Linked DNA regions of Mus musculus: all the other regions are linked to region 7. A link is a contact called in public Hi-C, HiChIP or PLAC-seq and Micro-C data. All regions are on one chromosome and are shown on one strand. The core of a region is the stretch at or near the end of the contact, and the rest is flanking DNA. Distances in the headings are between cores, read along the strand shown.

What was found. A called contact is a pair of places that touch in the nucleus more often than the background predicts. HiChIP or PLAC-seq counts read pairs in DNA pulled down with a chosen protein or histone mark.
Region 1: a contact with region 7 is called in an H3K27ac HiChIP or PLAC-seq map of VIP interneurons, with 8 times the contacts expected there. The contact joins the promoter of Inf2 here to the promoter of Kif26a in region 7. A contact is called at or near these places in 16 of 39 promoter capture datasets (the 3T3-L1 cell line, the C10 cell line, the SN4741 cell line and 10 more), 1 of 15 datasets of contacts at CTCF or cohesin (stem cell-derived epiblast-like cells), 7 of 484 Hi-C or Micro-C datasets (embryonic stem cells, forebrain, liver and 2 more), 19 of 115 datasets of contacts at active chromatin or transcription factors (the NIH/3T3 cell line, VIP interneurons, craniofacial prominence and 12 more) and 2 of 9 other capture datasets (adipose tissue and pancreatic islet).
Region 2: a contact with region 7 is called in an H3K4me3 HiChIP or PLAC-seq map of stem cell-derived neural progenitor cells, with 146 read pairs. The contact joins the promoter of Tmem179 here to the promoter of Kif26a in region 7. A contact is called at or near these places in 16 of 39 promoter capture datasets (the 3T3-L1 cell line, the C10 cell line, the HPC-7 cell line and 11 more), 3 of 15 datasets of contacts at CTCF or cohesin (the NIH/3T3 cell line, embryonic stem cells and stem cell-derived epiblast-like cells), 5 of 484 Hi-C or Micro-C datasets (bone marrow-derived macrophages, cerebral cortex, embryonic fibroblasts and 2 more), 25 of 115 datasets of contacts at active chromatin or transcription factors (SST interneurons, VIP interneurons, astrocytes and 17 more) and 2 of 9 other capture datasets (adipose tissue and liver).
Region 3: a contact with region 7 is called in an H3K4me3 HiChIP or PLAC-seq map of embryonic forebrain, with 4 times the contacts expected there. The contact joins the promoter of Siva1 here to the promoter of Kif26a in region 7. A contact is called at or near these places in 4 of 39 promoter capture datasets (cranial neural crest, frontonasal cranial neural crest, liver and 1 more), 1 of 15 datasets of contacts at CTCF or cohesin (stem cell-derived epiblast-like cells), 1 of 484 Hi-C or Micro-C datasets (embryonic stem cells) and 8 of 115 datasets of contacts at active chromatin or transcription factors (embryonic forebrain, embryonic stem cells, forebrain and 1 more).
Region 4: a Micro-C map of embryonic stem cells shows a contact between it and region 7, with 2.4 times the contacts expected there. The contact joins the promoter of Trmt61a here to the promoter of Kif26a in region 7. A contact is called at or near these places in 1 of 39 promoter capture datasets (pre-B cells), 6 of 484 Hi-C or Micro-C datasets (B cells, the N1E-115 cell line, embryonic stem cells and 3 more), 3 of 115 datasets of contacts at active chromatin or transcription factors (embryonic stem cells, large pre-B cells and stem cell-derived neural progenitor cells) and 1 of 9 other capture datasets (embryonic stem cells).
Region 5: a Hi-C map of pro-B cells shows a contact between it and region 7, with 5 times the contacts expected there. The contact joins the enhancer-like site here to the promoter of Kif26a in region 7. A contact is called at or near these places in 1 of 39 promoter capture datasets (the C10 cell line), 1 of 15 datasets of contacts at CTCF or cohesin (embryonic stem cells), 1 of 484 Hi-C or Micro-C datasets (pro-B cells) and 1 of 115 datasets of contacts at active chromatin or transcription factors (embryonic stem cells).
Region 6: a contact with region 7 is called in an H3K4me3 HiChIP or PLAC-seq map of forebrain, with 6 times the contacts expected there. The contact joins the promoter of E330035G20Rik here to the promoter of Kif26a in region 7. A contact is called at or near these places in 15 of 39 promoter capture datasets (the 3T3-L1 cell line, the C10 cell line, the HPC-7 cell line and 9 more), 8 of 484 Hi-C or Micro-C datasets (the N1E-115 cell line, Sertoli cells, bone marrow-derived macrophages and 4 more), 20 of 115 datasets of contacts at active chromatin or transcription factors (VIP interneurons, cardiomyocytes, craniofacial prominence and 11 more) and 4 of 9 other capture datasets (adipose tissue, embryonic stem cells, liver and 1 more).

The regions. Positions count from the first base shown.
Region 1 is chr12:112,587,378-112,590,080 of GRCm38.p6, reverse strand. It overlaps Inf2 (inverted formin, FH2 and WH2 domain containing), which reads right to left and starts at 1,297. Exons shown (of 23, transcript NM_198411.2): 1 at 1,186-1,297.
Region 2 is chr12:112,509,901-112,512,664 of GRCm38.p6, reverse strand. Tmem179 (transmembrane protein 179) reads left to right here and starts at 1,505. Exons shown (of 4, transcript NM_178915.3): 1 at 1,505-1,921. The coding sequence starts at 1,617.
Region 3 is chr12:112,643,438-112,646,137 of GRCm38.p6, reverse strand. Siva1 (SIVA1, apoptosis-inducing factor) reads right to left here and starts at 1,310. Exons shown (of 4, transcript NM_013929.2): 1 at 1,054-1,310. The coding sequence starts at 1,171. It overlaps Gm30101 (a long non-coding RNA gene), which reads left to right and starts at 1,371. Exons shown (of 3, transcript XR_381987.3): 1 at 1,371-1,456; 2 at 2,696-2,700.
Region 4 is chr12:111,676,686-111,679,385 of GRCm38.p6, reverse strand. It overlaps Trmt61a (tRNA methyltransferase 61A), which reads right to left and starts at 1,281. Exons shown (of 4, transcript NM_001099793.1): 1 at 1,225-1,281; 2 at 424-783. The coding sequence starts at 754.
Region 5 is chr12:111,731,340-111,734,039 of GRCm38.p6, reverse strand. It overlaps Coa8 (cytochrome c oxidase assembly factor 8), which reads right to left. Exons shown (of 5, transcript NM_026511.2): 5 at 1-373. The coding sequence ends at 274. Among named protein-coding and RNA genes, the nearest start is that of Coa8, 19 kb to the right of the region's middle. Within about 2 kb of position 1,444, at least 88 of the 459 cell types and tissues checked have an H3K27ac peak or open chromatin away from gene starts, as enhancers often do. A contact at or near this core is called in pro-B cells, where this site is marked.
Region 6 is chr12:112,404,411-112,407,196 of GRCm38.p6, reverse strand. E330035G20Rik (RIKEN cDNA E330035G20 gene) reads left to right here and starts at 1,385. Exons shown (of 3, transcript NR_166919.1): 1 at 1,385-1,609.
Region 7 is chr12:112,144,702-112,147,516 of GRCm38.p6, reverse strand. It overlaps Kif26a (kinesin family member 26A), which reads right to left and starts at 1,309. Exons shown (of 16, transcript NM_001097621.1): 1 at 1,111-1,309; 2 at 561-803. The coding sequence starts at 1,152.

The DNA of each region.
Region 1 (2,703 bases), core at 48-2,547, 440 kb before region 7:
AACGAGTCTATTTAAGGTAGGTGCTTTCAGGTCTCAGCACAGCGAGATGGGTGCAATTAGCTAGACAGCCATCAGCACCCCCACAAAATGAGGGGCCTCAGCTGGAGGTTAACCCCTCAGGAGCAGAACCCTTGCCAACAGCCTGCTTGGGTACCAGGGAGGGAAGCTTAGAGACCGCCAGGAAAAGGTAGGAAGGCAGAGCCAGGCAGGGCAACTCCTACCTGGTCCTAGGGGGACCCCCAGCTAGGTCAACTTGCACAGCTGCTCCCCAACCAATGGGTTGGGACAGGGAGAAGCCTTAGTCTCCAGCCTTGGAACAAACACCTTTTTTTTTTTTTTTTTTTTTTTTTTGCTCTAGGGGTTACAGTGTCTGCTTCCCAAATGCCCCCTGCCCTGGGTGACACCCTGAAGGGATACAGTCTGAGACACTCTCCTCACCCTTCAAGTTTAGAGAAGGAATTGAGGCCCAGAGAGGACGGGTAAGGAGGGACTTCCCAACTCTGGCTTCGACCCGGGCGTGCAAGCTTTAGAGTGGGTGCACTGACCTGGAGCCCAAGGCAGGAAGGAGCAGGGTCATTTTTGCCGCTGACTCCTGGTGTGTCCAACCTGTCACCGTGTGCCACCGGGCACTGAGCGGTTAGAAGACGGGACACACGGGCCCATAGACGGCTCTCCATCCCATAGTCCTCTAGGGAGTCCACCAAAGCATAGTTGGGCTTTCTGCTAAGATCACCTTCATTCCCAGCGTCCTTGCCCAGGAGGAGGGTAGACAGGGGTAGCCACAAGAAACAGAGCTGTGTCACTCTCTCAGGTCTGCCTTAGCCCACCGGCGGCGGGCATCTTTAGAAGCTAGCTGTCAGGGCGGGGCCGCAAGCTCGCCCTGTGCTATCCCGGAGGCGGACCTCCAGTTGAAGTTTATTTTCTCAACTGTGGCTGATTCATGGTCAGGATGTGGTAGCCGCAAGGTGGGGGAACTCCTCCAGTCCGACCCGGAGCAAACACCCTATGAGCAGTGAGCATCATCTCCATATCAGCCCGTAGTCGAGGGCCAAGAGCGCGGGACCAGGTTCTTGGCCACCTTGGTGCACACGCGGCAGTCCGCTCCTCAACCCCAACCATTTCCCTCACTGCCCCCAGACTCGGTTTCCCTCTGCGTTCCAGGCTAGCCCGAAGCCGCGGACTTACCGGGTGGGGGTACAGCCGAGAGATGGTGCAGAGTGCTGTGTCCCGGCGCCGGAGCGTCTGGGGCTGCGGGCGGCGGCCTCGCGGCTGCTTTCCGCACAGTCTAACCGCGCTCGCGGGCCGGGCGGGGCTGGAGGGAGGAAGGGGAGGTGCGGCCCCACCCGGCGGCGGCCACGTGGGGGGCGGTGCTGCCCGGGGCGGGGCGGGGTGGGGTCTCCAAGGAAGCCCTGCCCACCCGGGTCTGGCATCTCTGCGGGGGCGGAGAGATGAAAAGGAATGGGACATTCCGGGACTCTCTAGAGACCTGCTGGGAATGGCCCTTTTGCCTCCGACCTCACTGTCAGTTCCCGCCCAGGCTCCCTAGCACGTTCCTTATCTCTCCCCTACGCTGGCCATCTGGTGGACTCACGAGTTGGTCAGGTTCTCCACCACCTCTGGTCCAGCTCTGCCTCCCACACGGGAGCCCTGCTGTAGGCTGCTGATCTTGAGAGTCCTCCGATGTCCCTACCTTCATCCTTTTTTCACTGGAGGTAGCTATTTCCAGTTTCTAGCTCTGTCCTGAGGACCTGCTGAAGTGCTCTCCCTGGCCCTAGCCTGGGCTGTGCGCCCTCAGTTTCTCCAGCTTGAAGTTGTACCTTTAAAAGGTTTATGAACGTGAATAAAGGGTCTCCACTTACTTGAGCCTTGAATCTTCCAAGCTGGGTGGAGGGCATGTGGCGGGTGGGCAGAGTGAAGGGCTCTGGATCTCCTGTAGCCATTCTATCCTGGACACAGCATCATGCTTGGGGGTTTATGTGCTCTTCTGCCACATGGGATTAAGCACAGCCTTGGCTGCCTGTAAATGTCCATCTCAGTATTCTGTGCCCCCTGCTCGGCCCTATCATCTCAAGCGCAGGGCCAAAAGCAACCTTTGATAGCTAGCCAGTGTTGGGATGGCCCCAAAGTGCTTGGTGTGCACCGCCAAGGCAGGTGCTGACTGGCTCTTGGACACTGCCCAGCCTGGGATGTAAGTCTTGGCCGTTCCTGTAGTGGGACTCAGCTGTTCTTAGAATGCACAGTCCCTGCAGCCACCAAATGAGCCACTCAGCCCCACTAACGCTCAGCACAGAGACCTTCTGTCTGGGCTGCAATTCTGGTTACCCAACATCACCTAGGTCTGGTGGCTCCTTCTGGGAAGGGGTCAGCAAGGTTTACTCACTCTGTCCTGGGCCTTTGGTCAGAGGGTGTGTTTATTTACCCAAAAGGAGGAATGTGACTATGGCCCCAGCCTGGAGGACTGTTGGCCTCAGCCTGTCACCATCCCTCATTCCCTCATCCCCCCATGAGACCGCAGTGGCTGTGTTTGGGAACTGTGTCATCTTTCCAGGTTCTTCTGCAGTGGCCCTGAGGGAGGTGCGGCCCTGTTGGAGCTGTTCCTCAGGGTCAGGCCAAGCCATGAGAGGCCAGAGCAGGATGAAGCGGGCAGAGTAGCTAGTTGGTAGCTGGGGTCAGGGTTCAGAGATCTGGCAGTTTGTGGCTCTG
Region 2 (2,764 bases), core at 256-2,755, 360 kb before region 7:
TGGAAGAAACCCTGGGTGGATTCTCTGAGAAAAGAGTAGCTGCTGCAGACCTTATCCTGTTCCTTCATATAACGTACTCAAGAGATTGCAAAATGAATGCTCTATGTGCAGAGGCGGATAACAAATGGTAATGACTATGAGCAGATTTTGACCTCCCAGTGATAAGCAGAAGACAAGTCACAAATCAATGAGCTGTCTTTCCGTGTGTAAAAACCAACCAGATTGAAAGCCCTGCTCAGGAGAAGGGTCTGCAGAGTTGATGTGTGGACTATCTTCACGATATTGCCAGAGACCAGTTTGGCGACTCCTGCCAACACCACTTGAAGTGTTCGTACCTCATGACCCAGTCATTCTTCTCCTAAGACTTTCATAGAGACTCATGTGCTGCCTGCACAGCTGGCACAGCCGCAGAAAAAGACACCAGGATGTCACACAGCAGAGCCGGAAACAACAGACACTGGAGACGCTCAATGTCCCCCCAGAGAGGGATAGTCACACACAACAGTCAATGTTACGGAATGTTACACAATAACTAGAAAGAAGACCACGGGCTTGCTTGTGCAGACAGGGAATAATGCATACTGTTGGATGACTGAATTGCCTGTAGACACAGGCATAGTATGAAACATTTTTGAAAATTGTGTGTGCGTGGTGCAAAATGTCTGGATGGGTAGACATCAGGTTGTCACGAGTAGTAACGATGTGCCGGAGTGGAGGGAAGAGGAAGAAACTTGGTGTCTTTGTATCACACATATTCCTCATTGTAATTAAAAAAAAAAACAAGCCCATATTACTTTGGCAATAAAACAAAAGGAATTTTTAGTGCCTGAAGCCAAAAATAATGCTGATGTAATCTATATCCAGAAGGATGTCTCTAGGGCTTACTCATCTGGGAATTGGACTAACGGTTACTTGGTATTAAGGGAAACTAGAAAAGTCATTAATTCTATTAATTAATGCACCACCAGCTCCATCACAGCAAAGAGGTCTTAATGAGGTGCCCAGGGCAACCATTATTTATCTTACAAACGCGGAGTGGAGGGCTCTACTGTGGGGCTGAGGGCATGGTTCTCGGAGCACAAACAGATCACGAGTCTGCTCCCGCCTAGGAATACTTGAACCCTTCCTCTTTTCTATCCTCACACCTACCGACCCGACTCTCTGCCTCCCTCCTCCATTCGCTTTAAAGACAAAGGCCCTGGCAAAGGAGTCTGAACTGCACATAGGACTCCATCCTTCTCCTCCTTAGCCTTTCGCTGCTGGTACCCTTCCTGACAGAGTCGGGTTTCCCCAAGCTGACTTAGTAATGCTCACGACCCCTGCCAGGTTTCCATGGCACGTCTCCACCAATGCAGTCTGTCTAGTGTAGTGCTCTGTCTACCTATCCTGCAGCCGCGGGAACTGTCCGCGGTACTGACCGCAGGCGCGCCCCACGCTCGGCCTGTGCGCACGCGTCTGCGCGCAACGCGAGAGACCCGCGGGCGCCGTCATTGCGCAGCCTCCCACGCGGCTCGGGACCGGCCTGCGCGGCGCCGGAGACTCGCGGCCCGGCTTCTGGAGCGATCGCGTCCCTGTCCGGTGGCCTCGCCAGCGGCTCCTCTCATCCTGGCACCACCATGGCGCTCAACAATTTCCTCTTCGCGCAGTGCGTCTGTTACTTTCTGGCCTTCTTGTTCAGCTTCGTGGTGGTGGTGCCATTGTCCGAGAACGGCCACGACTTTCGTGGCCGCTGCCTACTCTTTACCGAGGGTATGTGGCTGAGTGCCAACCTGACGATGCAGGGGCGGGAGCGCTTCACTGTGCAGGAGTGGGGCCCACCGGCTGCCTGCCGCTTCAGCCTGCTCGCCAGCCTCCTGTCACTGCTGCTGGCTGCTGCGCACGCATGGCGCACGCTCTTCTTCCTCTGCAAGGGACACGAGGGGTAAGTTTAGGCCTTTCAGCAGCCCAGCGCAAACTGATGCAACACTCACACGGTTCCTGGCACCTATCAGGCTCTCCTCTCCGGGGCCATGAGCCCCTCCACCTCTCTTGCTGCAGAGGCCTGCAAGTGTCAACACTTTCAGCCTCATTATTTTAAGCAGACTGCCCTTTGTTTACACACAGGCCCAGCGGCTATGAGGCTGTCTGTCCGACCCACATGATCTCTTTCTATTCCCAAGGGATGCATCACTCCGAATTCTCAGTCCTGACCCCTTGGAGCACAGATGTTGCACTGTCATGGCTGCATGTCTGGGCTCTCTTGTTAAGCTAGGCCACACTCCTCGGGACCTGGGACCATTTGCAGTAGTCTTGGGCCTGCACCCCTTTCCTGTGAGTGGGGGAAGGGACTACACTTTGGAAAGAGCGGGTAGTCTTCTATTTTTGCTACTCCTCTTGGGAAAAGATGGCAGAGGATGTCTGTAGAGCTCCTTAAGCTCCCCTTAAGCTGGAGGCATGTACAGTGTGTGTGTGTGTGTGTGTGTGTGTGTGTGTGTGTGTGTGTGTGTGTGTATGTGTGTCTCTCTGTGTGTACTCTGTGTGTGCCTTTATGTGTGTGTGTACTCTGTGTGTATACTGTGCATGTGTCTATATGTCTGTCTGTGTGTGTGTGTGTGTGTGTGTGTGTGGTGGGTGAGTAGGATCTCCTTTGTGTTCCCTGTACCTCCCGAGTTTCTTCACCCTTTTTTTCTTTGTCACCTGTCTGAAGCCAGTAGAATGTGGTCACTTGGTGTCCTCAGCCAACAACAATCAAGAGCCCACCCTCTCCCTGGCTGAGGCTTCCTGG
Region 3 (2,700 bases), core at 61-2,560, 500 kb before region 7:
GGAGGGGTACTCTTAACACAGGTGGGGCTCAAACCCACATTCCATTATGAGAGCAATTTTCTCCTTAAGGCCTCCTGGTCCAGCAGAGTCCAGAGTGTGGGCTGGGGTTTTGGTAAACTGTGTGTACTATAAAACTCGCTAGAGCCCTGCACCCCTTCCTGACTGGCTGGCTCTGAGTGGCCTGGCAAATGCTCCAACACACAAGTCCTCAGAAGGGTAGAGCCAGGCTGTTAGGTTCCAATTAACACTTAGGCCTTCTTTTCAACTGCATGCTTACATTTAAAAAAAATTAATTTACTTGGCTATTTAGTTACTATGAGTGTGGTCGGAAGACAACTTTCAGGAATTCTCTCCTACTGTATGTTCTTGGGACCTGACTCATGTCCAGGCTTGCATAGACTGCACTTTAACCAGCTGAGGCATTTTCTGGGCCGTGTTTGCATTGTTATTGCTGTTTTAAGACATCTCACCATAAAGCCCATGCCTTTCCCTTCTGAGTGCTGGCGTCAAAAAACAAGCCACGACGCCAGGCCATGTCTAGACTGGGGGGCGTGGGGGGAGGCACACTCTTTGCAGCTCAGTCCTGTCCCTTCACGCATCGCCCCTGCGTCTCAGCACTTGAGTTTGCATTCCCAGAGTACAGAGAGGGAAAGGACAAATACTGGGGCTGCGTAGGGAGTTTGTTTTCCCGCACATTCCAAAGGCGCAGCGGCACCGCTCAAAGTTATACGGCCGCAAACTGCGCCAAGCTACGGTACACTGCGTTACACCTGCCCCAGAAAGCCATCACTGCAAGGCAATGCTCAGCAACATCCATCCGCTACAAAGGCCACTTGCGAGGGCTCAGGGCAGTCTACGCCATCACGCCCACTCGAACCCAGTCCCCGCGTCGGTCCCGCGCTAGGCTAGTCCGCTCGGCAGCACTCGGGTCCGACTCGGATTTCTCCGGGAGCCGCCTGAAGCAGCATCCACCGTGAGCGCTCGGGACGCTCCCGCGGTCTCCCGCTGCCCTGCGCGGCGTAGCGCGCTCTACCCACGGAAGTCCACACTCACCGAAGACCTCGCGTGAGTAGCGCTCGGCGAACACACCGTGGCTCAGCTCTTTCAGGCCCACGTGGACTTTGAGTTGGAGCGGGGCTGCGTCTGCGAACGGGCAGCTCCGCTTGGGCATGGTAGCGGGTACCAGACACAGCCTTCAGCAGCGCGCAGCGCGCCGCGCGCCGAGCACACGTCACGGCGCCCTCGGACCGCGGCGGAGGCCCGAGCCGACGAGGGCGCGGCGCCCAATAGGCCGGAGAAAGGCTGGGGGCTCGCCTCAAACGGGCCCCGCTGCGCGGGATAGGCCGGAGTGACGTCGGGGGCGGGACTTACGCAGTTAACGGCGAGGGATAGGCTGAGGGAGGCAGTGGCTGGAATGCAGGGCGCGGGAAAAGGCCAAGGGCGCTGGCGCGGCGAGGTGAGGTCTGCGCAAGGCGTGGCACGGGATAGGCCGAGGGGGGGGGGGGTTGTGTTGGGGCGGGGCTAGTTTATGTCACAGCTCAGGATAGGCCGGGAACTAAGAGGCGGGGCTCTGGGGTGGGGCGCGGGATTAGCGGGATGCTACGTTGGGGGCGGGACTCGTGTGCTAAGGGGCTCTGCATAAACCAGCACGAGATCGAGGGCGGGGCTCAGCGCGCGAAAAGCCTGAAGGCTCTGTTGTCGCTAAGCAACGGTGATAGGTGATAGGTGAGATATCAGTATCAAACAGTAGGGTGGCGGGTTTTGTCCCAGCTCCTGATCTTAGTGGATACGGGCACCCATCTTCCCCTACGAGTTCCTCTTGTGTTCCCTTAGGTCTGATCTTGGGCAGGGAGCCTGAGGGTTTATGGCGTCACCTGCGGGTCCGCTGGTCAGGATTTAAAAATATTGTGGTGTCTTCTAACATGTTGAACAGGCAAAACAGTGATGCTGAGGGGTTTCTCAGTCCTTCTATTTCTACACAATCGGAACGTCAGTTATTCGGGTGCATTAAGTTTTGTGCTCATCTTGGAGTACAGGAGACCCGGAGTGTACACACAGCACCCGTTAATTCTCCAGACTTTGTAGAATGGAAGTCTCTGATCAAAGTGTCAGGTTCTCTGCAGGCTTCTGTCTTCCAGAATCTACAAATAAAAACTTTTGTGTCCTTACTGGATGTGTGTGTGTGTCCTCATCTCATAATAACACCCAGTACTTTGAATTAAGTTCTGCCCTAAGGACCCTGTTTTAACTCTTTAAGACTATATCCACCAGCCCTGTGTGTTGGCTCACACCTTTAATCCCAGCTCTCAGAAAGCAGAGGCAGGCTGATCTCTGTGAGTTGGAGGCCAGCCTGGGCTAGGTAGAGAGACCCAGTCTCAAAATACCGAACAAAAAACTGTATCCAGATACAATCACACTCTGACTCTTGGGAGTTAGGCCTTCGACATAAAGAAGGAGCACAATTCTAAATAGGACAATAGGGTCCAGTGACTACTGACTGCTGTGCTTCCCCACCCCCACCCCCACCCCCAAATGGTGGTTTCCCCGGTTGTAGAACTGTGCAGAATGGATGATACCTCTGTGTGGAGTCATGCGTTTGTCCCCTACTGCATGGCTTAAATCCAGCGACCTGTCCCAGGAACCACCACTAAGAAGGCTGTTGTTCATGTTAAGATAATGGACTTTTTCCTCCCAGAATCC
Region 4 (2,700 bases), core at 32-2,531, 470 kb after region 7:
AGCTACCACCTGGCCTCGTATCAGTGACAGTGCTAATCTTCGATGGAACTAGGGAAGGGCCTGGCTGTAAGTGTGGGACAGACTTCTCTCTGCAATGAGCTCTGGAGTATCCAGCCTCCCTCCAGGAAGGGGCAGCTGGCCTAGAAAAAAAGCAGTCAGCACCTTGGCCAGCATCAAGCAATCCCAGCTCCGACCTCATAGGGCACCTCCTCCTCTTTCTTCTCCAACCCAGGTTAGCTCCCATCAGCTGCCATTTCGATGACAGCAGCTAGTACTGCTTCTGGCTTCACTCCCTGCAGCCACACCCTCCCTTGCAAGCGGAGTTGCTAAATAAAAGCTAGAAGAACCAAGTAGTTCAGCGCACAACTGCAGGAAGGATCGGCTGCAAACCGTCTTATCTGAGCTCATACCAGAGGAGCTCACCTGATTCACAGACCACAGAACCGGGACGCAGCTCCAGCATCATGGTGATCAAGGCAATGTCGGTGGAGTAGAGGATCTGCGTGCGGTGGGGCAGGTTCACTGTCCAGAGCTCAGGAGTGGGGTGCAGCACATACACCCAGCCGCCTCTGCTGCAAATCACCTTGGAGCCAAATGGGCGGCCAATGAGGTCCACCGAGTGCCTCAGGACGCCATGCCGGGTCTGGGTCTGTGCCCCACGCTGCACACGCACTGCTACCATCGAGCCGTGCCCCAGTGACAGGATGGCTGTGTCGCCTTCCTTGATCAGCTCCTCGTATGCCACGAAACTCATGGTGTTAACGTTTGCCAAGGGTCAGGGACCTGGAGAAGTGGTGTGTGGACGTGAGGTCAGAGGACCAGGAGGCAGGATGAAGATCTGTGGTCTGGACAGAGAGGTCTGTGGGGCCTGGGTTCTGAGCAGGGTTAGCGGACTTGCTTAGCCAACCCAACAGAGCTGCACTCTAGCCTAACATATGGAGCCCTTCTGGAGGTCTCTATTCTCGGAGTACACAAGAGAGTGCACAGCGACAGGAGCCCAAGGATTCCCACACATGAAGAACCAGAATCCCCTAGTGTGAAGGCGGCAGCCTCTGATAGCGTGCACAGCAGGGGAGAGAAGCCACCTCCGAGCCCGGAATCCCCGTAGCCCCTTGCCCAGAGTCTCCACGGAGGGCTCCCGACGGCAGGGAAGGCTGGCCTCCCGCCGAACAGCACGGGACCTGCCAGCAAGCCCGGAGCGCCGCTCCCAGCTCGGAAACTCACGCAGCATAAACCGGCTCCCGGCTCCACACGTGGCTCCACGGCGGCCGTAGCACTTCCGGTGCTTTTTGATGACGTCAAACCAACGCAGGGCTCTCTGGGAGTCGCCGCGCTGTCCTTTGCGTGCTCCCAGAGGACCTTTTCTGGCTGGCGTCTCTTCGGCTGTGTTCTTCTGTGCAGGCTTGCACGTTGCCTAAGAGATCCGAGCGCTGTGCGAAATAAAAGTCCCCTGCTCGCCCGCGGCCTGTCCGCGCGCGGCCTTTTAGGGCTGCCCGGTGCACGAAGTGTCTGCCCGCGGGATACGCATGACCCTAAAGAGCACTTTGACAACTATGTAACCCCAGGACCTCCCTACTATGGCCCACCAGGACATTTTTGTCATTGCAAACAGCTCTGAAACACCCTGTCTGGGCTCCAGAATAAATGCCATAAAGTGGAAACGCAGGCAAAGGGATGAGGGTTAGCTCAAAGACTTTGGCTAGGGCTGGGCCGAGTAAAAGGAGTAGAGTTAGTCTGGAGTATTCTGCAAAAGTGGCCCTAGGCCAGGTCCTGCCTGAGGGGGAGGGCACAAAGCGTCCCTTTCCAGGATCCCTGGCATCTTGAGAGCCTATGAAGTGAAGGAAGATTCTTCCTCCGGGTGTGCAGTGGAGAGGGGAGTAGGCAGGCATGGGGCAGAGAGAGTGGAGAGCCTTCCTGCACACCTCAGCTGGTAGAAAAGAAGAGAAGGAAACGTTAGCTATGCAGAACCAGCAGCAGTGACCAGCTTAAGGCTGCACTCTCCATGAAGAGACTTTGACCCAGCCTGCCTTTTCTAGAATCCCGCCAGCCTATAGGGATCCTCTGGGGCCAGGCTAGGCCAACCTGTGATGTCCTTGCCCTAGAAACTCAGGTGCCTGACTTCAGACCTCCTCAAATTTCTGCCCTGATTGACCTTAGTATGATAGCCCTGGAAGGACAGACAGTGAGGGTTTTTCTTGGTCGCCCATGTCTTCAGCTGAGACATCCCAGCCATATCCACAGCCCCACAACCCTTTTCTTTCTTTTTTTCGTCTTTATTGAATAATTTATTTACATTTCAAATGTTTTCCCCTTTCCAGGACTTCCCTTCAGAAACTCCTTATCCCATCCTCCCTGCCCCCACAACCCCTGTTCTAACAGGGTACTTCATTCCCTTGGTGGTGCACAGCCCAATACACATCCTAATTGCCCCTCTGGAGAGTTAGACTTTTCACTTCTCCTGGGAGGTTCCTCTTCCTCAGCTTCTCGGTGGCATGGAGACCAGGCCTGATTACATCCCCACCCAACCTATGAGTTCAACGGGGGGGGGGGGGGGGGCTTGGTTCCACTTGCCCACTGCTGGCTTCTCAGTTCTTCCTGTGTACCTCTTCTACAGTCCATCTTCTCAGAACTAGTCATCTGTTATGCCCAGCCTCAGCCTGGAGTCTTCAAGCAGAACCAGCAGCTTAAGACCCTAGCTGG
Region 5 (2,700 bases), core at 195-2,694, 410 kb after region 7:
GCGCTCTTAACCGCTGAGCCATCTCACCAGCCCTGGTTTAAATTCTTGCAGTGAAACTTTATTCACATTTTTACACTGCAATATTCTGAGCTGGTATAATTCAAAGTACAGACAATACAAAATACAGCCTCAGCATACAGCGTACTGAGGAGCCTGAGCCAGGCAAGCACGGCCCAAGGGACTGTGCTCGCTTAGTGTCCAGGGCCTCATAAACAGAACCTGGAGCTGTGGGTCAGGTTCCGGTGCTGTGGGTCAAGTTCTGGTGGGCTCCTCCTAACTGCTTGTCTTCTTTTGCCTTAGCTTGCTCCACATCCTCTCCAGGACCACCTTCCCCATGAAGAAAGTGATGGCAAAATTACGCTTGTACCAGTCTCTACAGAGAAAGAGAGGACCCCAGTCAACTGCAGTGTCAGGCCTGATCAGCAGCTTTCCTGGAGGTGCCACAGTCACCTGACTCCCTACTTCCACCCCAGCAGAATACACACACACACACACACACACACACACACACACACATAGAGAGAGAGAGAGTTTCCCTAAGTATAGAGAGCTCTAATCTTCCCCTGGCCTGTATTAGCAGATTCCTAGGATGCTCTGAGGATCCAGCAGCATCCTAGACAGGCAGTGATGAGTAGCGCCATGGAACAGCCTACCAGGCTTTCCAGGGACCTGGGATTGGGGTGGGGCTCTGCTTGGGTCTAATTTGTATGAGACAAAGTATCCCACAGAAGGAAGCTGACTGTCACAACGTTCTCCTTCTCCTGGGTCTCTGATGCTCTCATACACACCCTGGCAGAATCTGGACAGAGAAAATACACAGGCTGCTGCCTACACGTCGTAAGTGGAAGCCCACCCACTGGGCCCACCCACTGAGCCTAACGGTGAGGTGAAGTGTGGAGGGCTTACTGCATAGAGGAAAGGCACATCTCAGATCCTGGGTGCAAGCCCCTGCTGCCCCAAAGCCACCAGCCGTTCCAGGCCCTGAGCACTTCTGCTAGGGCTGGATTCACTGACCCTTGGATCTCAGCACAGAAGGTAAGAGAGGAGCCAGAGCCCTAAGGAGGTGACAGCACAAGTCAGCCACAGTGTAGGTCCACAAACTCCATCTACCTTCCTGAGAACTTTATAACTCACAACCTGCTGTCAAGCAGAACCCTAAGTAAACAGGAAGGCTCTGGGGGAGCAAGAGGCCACCCCGTGTGACTCAGGCAAGAAGAGCCCCACTGCTCTTGTGAGGCAGATGATCTGGACAGTCAAGCAGAGAAACCAGCAAAGGAAGCCAGCAAAGCCTCCCTGTTTCCGAGCGGAGGCAGCCTCACAGAGCCTGCGCACACACAGCCTGCAGGGGGCAGCCGTGCGCTGTGTCCGTGAGCTCACGTGGCTGAGCGCCTAACTGGGTCAAAGCAACACAGCGCAGCCGCAGCCGCAGCCGCAGACTGCTCCCTTCGAAGCGCATCCAGCCTCCAATGCCGCCCACGTTCTCGGAGACCTTGCCGCTCTGGCCACAGCCAGCCCTGTCACTGCTGCATTTTAATGCAAATCTCGAGTTGCATCTTAATTGCAGTACCAGGCAGAACAAAAAAACTAAAATCTCAAAAAAAAAAAAAAATTCAGATTTATCAGGCCAACCATATGGTGGCCTACACTTCTAATCTGAGCACTTGGGAAGTGAAGGTAGACAGAACCTCTGTGAGTTTGAGGCTAGCCTGGGCTACACAGTGAGTTTCTGAACAGCCAGAACCACATAGTGAGATCCTTTCACAAACAAAACCCACTAATCTGTCAGGATGATGAGCTGGCCCAGACACACCTATCCCATCTCCATGAGACACCTGTCACAAGAGCTCAGGACTGGGCAGGCAGGCGCTCAGGTTCTCGTGCCTGCCCCACATATACACAGCCCTTACTTTTCCTATGAGCTGGTGCTTCAATTTGGAAGCCCGACCACACTTCAGCCCACGTCAGTCTCCTGAACAGCTGCAGGCGTGGCTGTCCTTCCTCCGGCAGCACCCTGGGCCACCGATGAGGACATGCTTAGTTAGGCCTCGGGTGTGGCACCCTCATCTGTCACCATCCAATCCCACAGCTTTTGCTGACCGGTGGCGTTAGCAGTCAGGGTTGATGAGGGATGACGAGTGTCTAGCCCTGTGTGGCCACCAGGGAAATACTTACATCACTGTTTCTGAGTGTTCTTTTTGTTTTGTTTTCCAAGACAGAGTTTCTCAGGGCAGCGCTGGCTGTCCTGGAACTCACTCTGTAGACCAGGCTGGCTTCACACTCATAGCTCACCTGCCTCTGCCTCCCGAGTGATGCCACCAGCAGCAAGCCCGAGTGTCCCTTTGTGTGCTCACCTTTGACTACCTTTGGCACCGGGCAGGGAAGCTTTTCCACACGAGCCGTACATACAGAAGAGACCAGAGCTTGCTTTCTTGAGTGCTCACACAGATGTGTGTGTGTGTGTGTGTGTGTGTGTGTGTGTGTGTACACAATGGTGTTTTGTAATGCTCTGCATGTTCTGCTTGGGAGGGTGACTCACCCTGCAGTTCAGGCTCCTTGCTGGTCCCTGCATGGCTCTCCTGTGGCCTTTGATCTCTACTGATCAAGAGTTCTGACAGAGGGCTGGTGAGATGGCTCAGTGGGTAAGAGCACCCGACTGCTCGTCCGGAGTTCAAATCCCAGCAACCACATGGTGGCTCACAA
Region 6 (2,786 bases), core at 136-2,635, 260 kb before region 7:
TGGGTTAGCTGAGCTCCGTTTCTGCTTGGAACTCCCCTGAGTGCCTCTGAGATGCCCAGTCCTGGGAGATATGATTTACACATTGAGCCATTTCCCTCCTCTGCGTTCCCTCAATGCTCTTTGTACAACAGAAACTTCCAAGGAGGGAAATAAGTAGAACTTGTGAATAGAAGTTTCCTTCTGGTCCTGGGGATGAGCAGTCACATCAAGGCCAGGACTTCTAAGCTGAGCTCAGTTGCTACTTATGGGCAGGCCAACATCATGTTCTGCTCCCAGCATAGGGAGCTTGTGTCAGGATGGCCCATCTCCAGTGATCCTGAGCAGGGGTATCAGGTTCCAGTAGCCAGGCATGCTCCTTGCAGCTTTGTGTCCCCAGCCTCTCAGGGTAACCAGAAGCAATTCCCTATTCTGTGCATGCATGATGTATGAATGACTTAGGGAGTGTGCACGCATGAATCCTGTGTCTGGACAGGATGAGGAGGTAGAACATAAAATCTCATCTGAGCCTTGCATCAAATGCCCCTCAACACCCTATGCAGCTGCTGGGAAGTTGAGTTTGTCTAGAGCACGGCTCTCCTGGGAGGCAGCAGGCAGGACACAGCATCCTGAGAGAAGCCAGATCGCAAACCCTCACTTTTCTCTACCTAGGTGCGGGCTGATCTCTGTACCTCTGCAGAGCCACCCCGAAAGTACATCTGGGGCTCTGGGGCCCAGAGTGGCGTGCATGGGAAATTTGAGGGCGCAGATTCAATTCATCATTATTTATGAACCAACACGAGGTAGTTTATTACACTGATCACTCACTAATCATCTCCCATAAATGCAGGGACCGACAAAATCCCACCGAATCAATAAAGTGGTAAGTTCCATGTCTAAATCACGGCGCCCAGTGCTCTTGAGTAAACCTTTCGGTAATTTACAAAGGCTGTTGAATTTTATAGTAAGTGTTTTTCAAACCAAGCTGGATTCTAAACAATAATGACTTTTTAATGTGGCTCTGTGATTACATTGTCATAGTGAAATACGGGGGTCTTTGACTGCATCCGAAATGAGCCCGGTGTGAATTACTCCGAGGCATGGGCCAGAGCGGCCCCAGGTAAAGCAATCTCAATAAATCACCCTCCAATCCGGGTGGCCTGGCAGGCGAGGCCTGATGCCAATTTTTGCAACTCAAATTTCAACGGACAATTTGTAAACAAGTGCTTCCATTTGTTCTAAAGCAGTGGTCATGGTCAGGCGCCCTCACAGTGGTGGCGGCAGCCTTCCTAGTGTTGGCCCTCGACCTTGGATAGGAGTGGGATAGTGGCCGCTGGACCACATAGTTGTTTAAACAGAAACAAGTGTAAGATAACTGACTCAAGTGCCAGCCAAGTGTAGAGTGCTCAGTGTGTAACATTGTAACATTGAAGAGTAGTTTCTTGTCCCGGGAGGTCCTGCTGGGCAGTGCTGGGGCCAGGCCTGGGTTTCACTCTCCCTTGAAGGTTGTGATGATCCAGTCTGCTGGCAGAAAAGCTCCAACATGCTGGGCAGGCAGGGCTTCCAGAAGCTGCGTGCTGGCTACACTCTAGGCTGCGACACTCCTGATAATCCCAAAGCTACTGGATGAGAGGTGAGCTCGGACCATCTCTGAGTCCAAGTGTGACTGACGGCTGAGTGACTCCCATGGCTGAAGAAGTTGGGTTGGATGCTGCTGTGGCTGCCGGGCCTGTGGTCCAATCCTGGCCCCTCTCACTCCCACTTTTCAGGCCCCTTCTCGGACTGGCCTAGCTTTGGATGGGTGTGTGGGTTTCCTCAGATCCTGACCACTCCCAGGATGGGTGCATAGCTGGCTGGGTGGAGACTGGAGATTCTCTGCCAAGGGTCCCCCCATTGGCCTTCCCTGCCCCTTCAGGCAGGATAGATTCATCCTTCTCTCTCTGGGGGTTCAGATTCCTCTCTCCCTACAGAAATGAAGAAACCAAGTTTCTAGAAATCTTGAGATGACCTCAGTGAATACAGAAGTTTCCAGGGTGCCACATGCCTCCTTGGCGTCCCTGAGGCTTGTCTCCCAGAGTGGAGATTAGTGCCATGCCTTCCTTGGAGTCCCAGAGGGCAGTTAGAAGGCCTCTGAGGGCTTTCTGACCTCAGAGAGGGTGGTCATAAGGCAGTGAGGACTTGGAGGCAGGTACCCCAGGGAGAAGCGCAAGCATATGTCACACACACACACGCACACGCACACGCACACACACACACACACGCACGCACACGCACTCGCACACGTGCACACACACACACACACACACACACACACACACACACACTACTACCACAAGTGTCTTCCTGTGATCTGAACTTCTCTTCCAAGGCTCTTGGCATCTAATTCCCACTCAGTAGAGAGGGAAACAGAGGCCTAAATGGAGTGAGCACTTGCCTGGATCAGGAGGAAAACTGCACCAAGTTCTACCTGCACCTTAGTCCTCAGGGGCCTGGCCTCAATGTGTGCACACGGGATAGGTGAGCACTGCTAGGGACTTGGTAGGAAGGCCGAGGAAATTAAATGAGTTAATGAATCGCAGATGGTTAGGCCCAAGTAAGGCTTGTTATTAAGTTCCTTTCCAGTATTTAACGAAAGCGTTTGTTCACAGCCGGGGGACCGTTTTAGAGAGGGAAGGGGTTCGCAAAGAAGCCGAGCTCTGTAACTTACATCTCTTCTTCATAAAATTGGGGGGAGGAAGCAAGGAGCTGAACTGCCTCCCATCAAACACAAGACTCATTTAACTTCTGTAACGTGGGACTCGTGACTGGGA
Region 7 (2,815 bases), core at 60-2,559:
CGGAAAGCCCAGTAGACTCCTCTCCCACCAGCGCCTGCCTGCCATGCTGCAGCCTGGGAAACCCCGAGGCTCAAGAGTCATTACCCACACGGAAGGCCTGGGCCCCAGAGGCAGAGAGCCAGGGCAGGGCACAGGCCCATAACAGACACTGAGTAGGTATGGGACAATGATGCACGGCCCCCGGGTGCAGAAAGGGGCCCACTCTCTCACCTTTTATGCCCTCTCTATACAGGCATGCCAATGTCCAGATGCCCAAAGTGCCTCACCATGACAAGCCCTGCCCTGGGAGTGAGGTCCCGTCTTCCCCTTTTCTACCCCTCCCAAACACAGACTGATTCCAGCTGTGGGACATCTGTGGCTAGGAAAGAAATTTACCCAACCCCCTATGACACGCAGCAGGCCTCCTAGGGTGAGGTGCACCAACACACACTCTTGCAGACTATGGCACGGGGTGGGGGTGGGGGCACGATGAACTCGCCACGCTCCAAGCCCCAGCCCCAAAGATTCCCAAGTTCCAGCCCTTCCCTGTTTGAGATATGGCCTGAAGAGGGGTCACTTACCCGGAGAGGAGTCCCGGGCCCGCTGACCAACTTCCACGCCTGTCGTTTTAGCTCCACGAGCTTCGTGTGGCAGTGGCGGCACCACCCGCCCCCACCGGCCGAGTGGCTCTGCTCAGCGCTGGCCCCGGCGCCCTCCGGAGCAGGGCGGCTGCTGCATGGGTCTTGATCGAGCCCGGCGGGCAGCCTCTTGCGCGGGGATACCTCAAGTGGCGGGGTCTCTCGAGCCGGGCCGCACTCAGCCACCTGCGGGGGTTGGAGATGGGACAGTAAGCCCAAACCTTCGCGCGGCGCCACTGCGGGACTCCACGCGGCCGACTCCAGACCCAGTCGCTCACGCCCCTAAAGCCACGCTCGCACAAAAGTTAGGGCCCTGGATGCAACGCCAGGAGTCCCTGAAGAAGAAGCCCCAGCCCGACGCTCGGGGCCCCGTCCCGCTCCGCGCCCCACCCCTAGAGGGCGCTGTACACCCCGCTAGCATCATCGTTGTCCTGGGCTCTGAACCCGGTGCCCGTCGAGCCCAGCCGCCCGCTCCTAGCAGGGCCTTGCGTACCGCGGGCTGCACCGCACACAAGGAGGCGCCGCGGCCGACCATGGCACGGTCGCAGGAAGGGATACGTTGGCTCTCGGGGTACAGTGGCTACGTGATCCGGCCCAGGGGCACCCCCATGGCCAGGCCTGCTGCTCTGAAGTTGGCAGAGCAGGCGAGTGGCGGAGAGCACGCTGTGGACGCGACCGGCTTGCTCCGGGACAGGCTGGGCGGGGGCGGGCCAAAGCTTGTAGGGGGAGGGAAGGGGGCGGGACGCCAGAGCGCCGCCCCCATCCTGAGCAGAGCCAAGTGGGCGGGGGTCCCGCTCCTCCTTGCGGCCCCGCCTACTGCTAGGACCCCCAACCTGTTAGTTGAGTGTTGATGCGGGAGGGGCGGTGGGGGCTGCCGAGACACAAGTTACGCGCACGCATGCGCCTCTGTCTCTCCTGAGCGAGGATGGAGTGCGCCTCCTGGGAGGCACCCAACACTCTCATCACTTTGCGAGCGGGAAAACTGAAGCTTTTGCCCAAGATCGCACAGCACGAAAGCGGGTGGGGGTGGGGGGATGGGGGGTAATGAAAGGGGCTGGACCCGGGCCAACGGCTTCCCCAGAACACCCAGAGCACTTGAGTGTGTCTGGCCATGCTTTGGCGCCAACTGTCTCTCATGGATGAGGGTCGTGTTTCAAGAAGTGCAGTGAGGGGCTACGAACTGTCTCGAAGTGTCCTTGCAGCCGCGCCTGTGCCTTAAAATGGATTGCACACTGAGCCGCCTGCGAAGTGGGAGGAAGCGCTGCGGCTTGGCCCTGGGGGTGTGCCGGACCTGTTGTCTGCCGGCCTGGCAGATGGGGAGTTAGCTCCGGAATTAATTGCCTGTTTGTCTCCGACCCGGAGGTCTCCCTCCTTCCCCAGCGACCAGTTGTTGCTCTCGCCCAAGTCAGACCCCAAATGTCACCACCTTCTGAGGTCGCGGGGGACTCCGGCCCAAGCTCTGGATCAACCCGAAACCCCAGATAGGAGCCAGGCGGGATCTGCGGCGTGGCTCCCCGTGACACAAGCGCCACCTGCCGGCCGTAGTGAGCACAGGTTTCGAGGGCGCAGAGACAGGACACCACGCGTTCTGAGCGCAGAGCTTTCCGCTTGAGGCTGAGACTTAGGACAGCTGAGCCAGGGTGATTCAAGGAAAGACCCTGGTCGGACATCCCCAGAGCAGTCAGACCTTCGCACGGTATAAGGTCTGTCAAACGACCTCTCCTTTCCCCACCTGGACCCTGCTTACTTAGCCCTCCACTCCTACGCACTATTGGCCAAGAGTGGGATGAAGATCCGGTTTTCCAGGTCATCTACGACTTAAAAGAGTCTGTAAACACGACAGGAAGTCATGAATAAACTGGGAACGGGCTCCCCACTTTCTGCAACCCCCAAGCCTCCAGGCCCTTCTCAGCCTTGCGAAGGGAAGACAGGCAGGCGACGGCCCACCATGGGATCCGGGTAGCCTCAGGCACCACCCTCCTCAGTCCACCCCTGCAAGCACTACAAACAGCGTCACCCCGCCCGCCCCTCTACCGCACTGAAACAAACACCCGGGGCCCAGGAGGCTCATACATTGTTATCGACTTACACACACGCACACATACTCCTCACACGCACACCGAGAAGCATCACCCGGAACCCAGGGCCTGCGCTCATGATGGGCCACACCCGCAACTTCACTTCCCCGCACCAGCGCG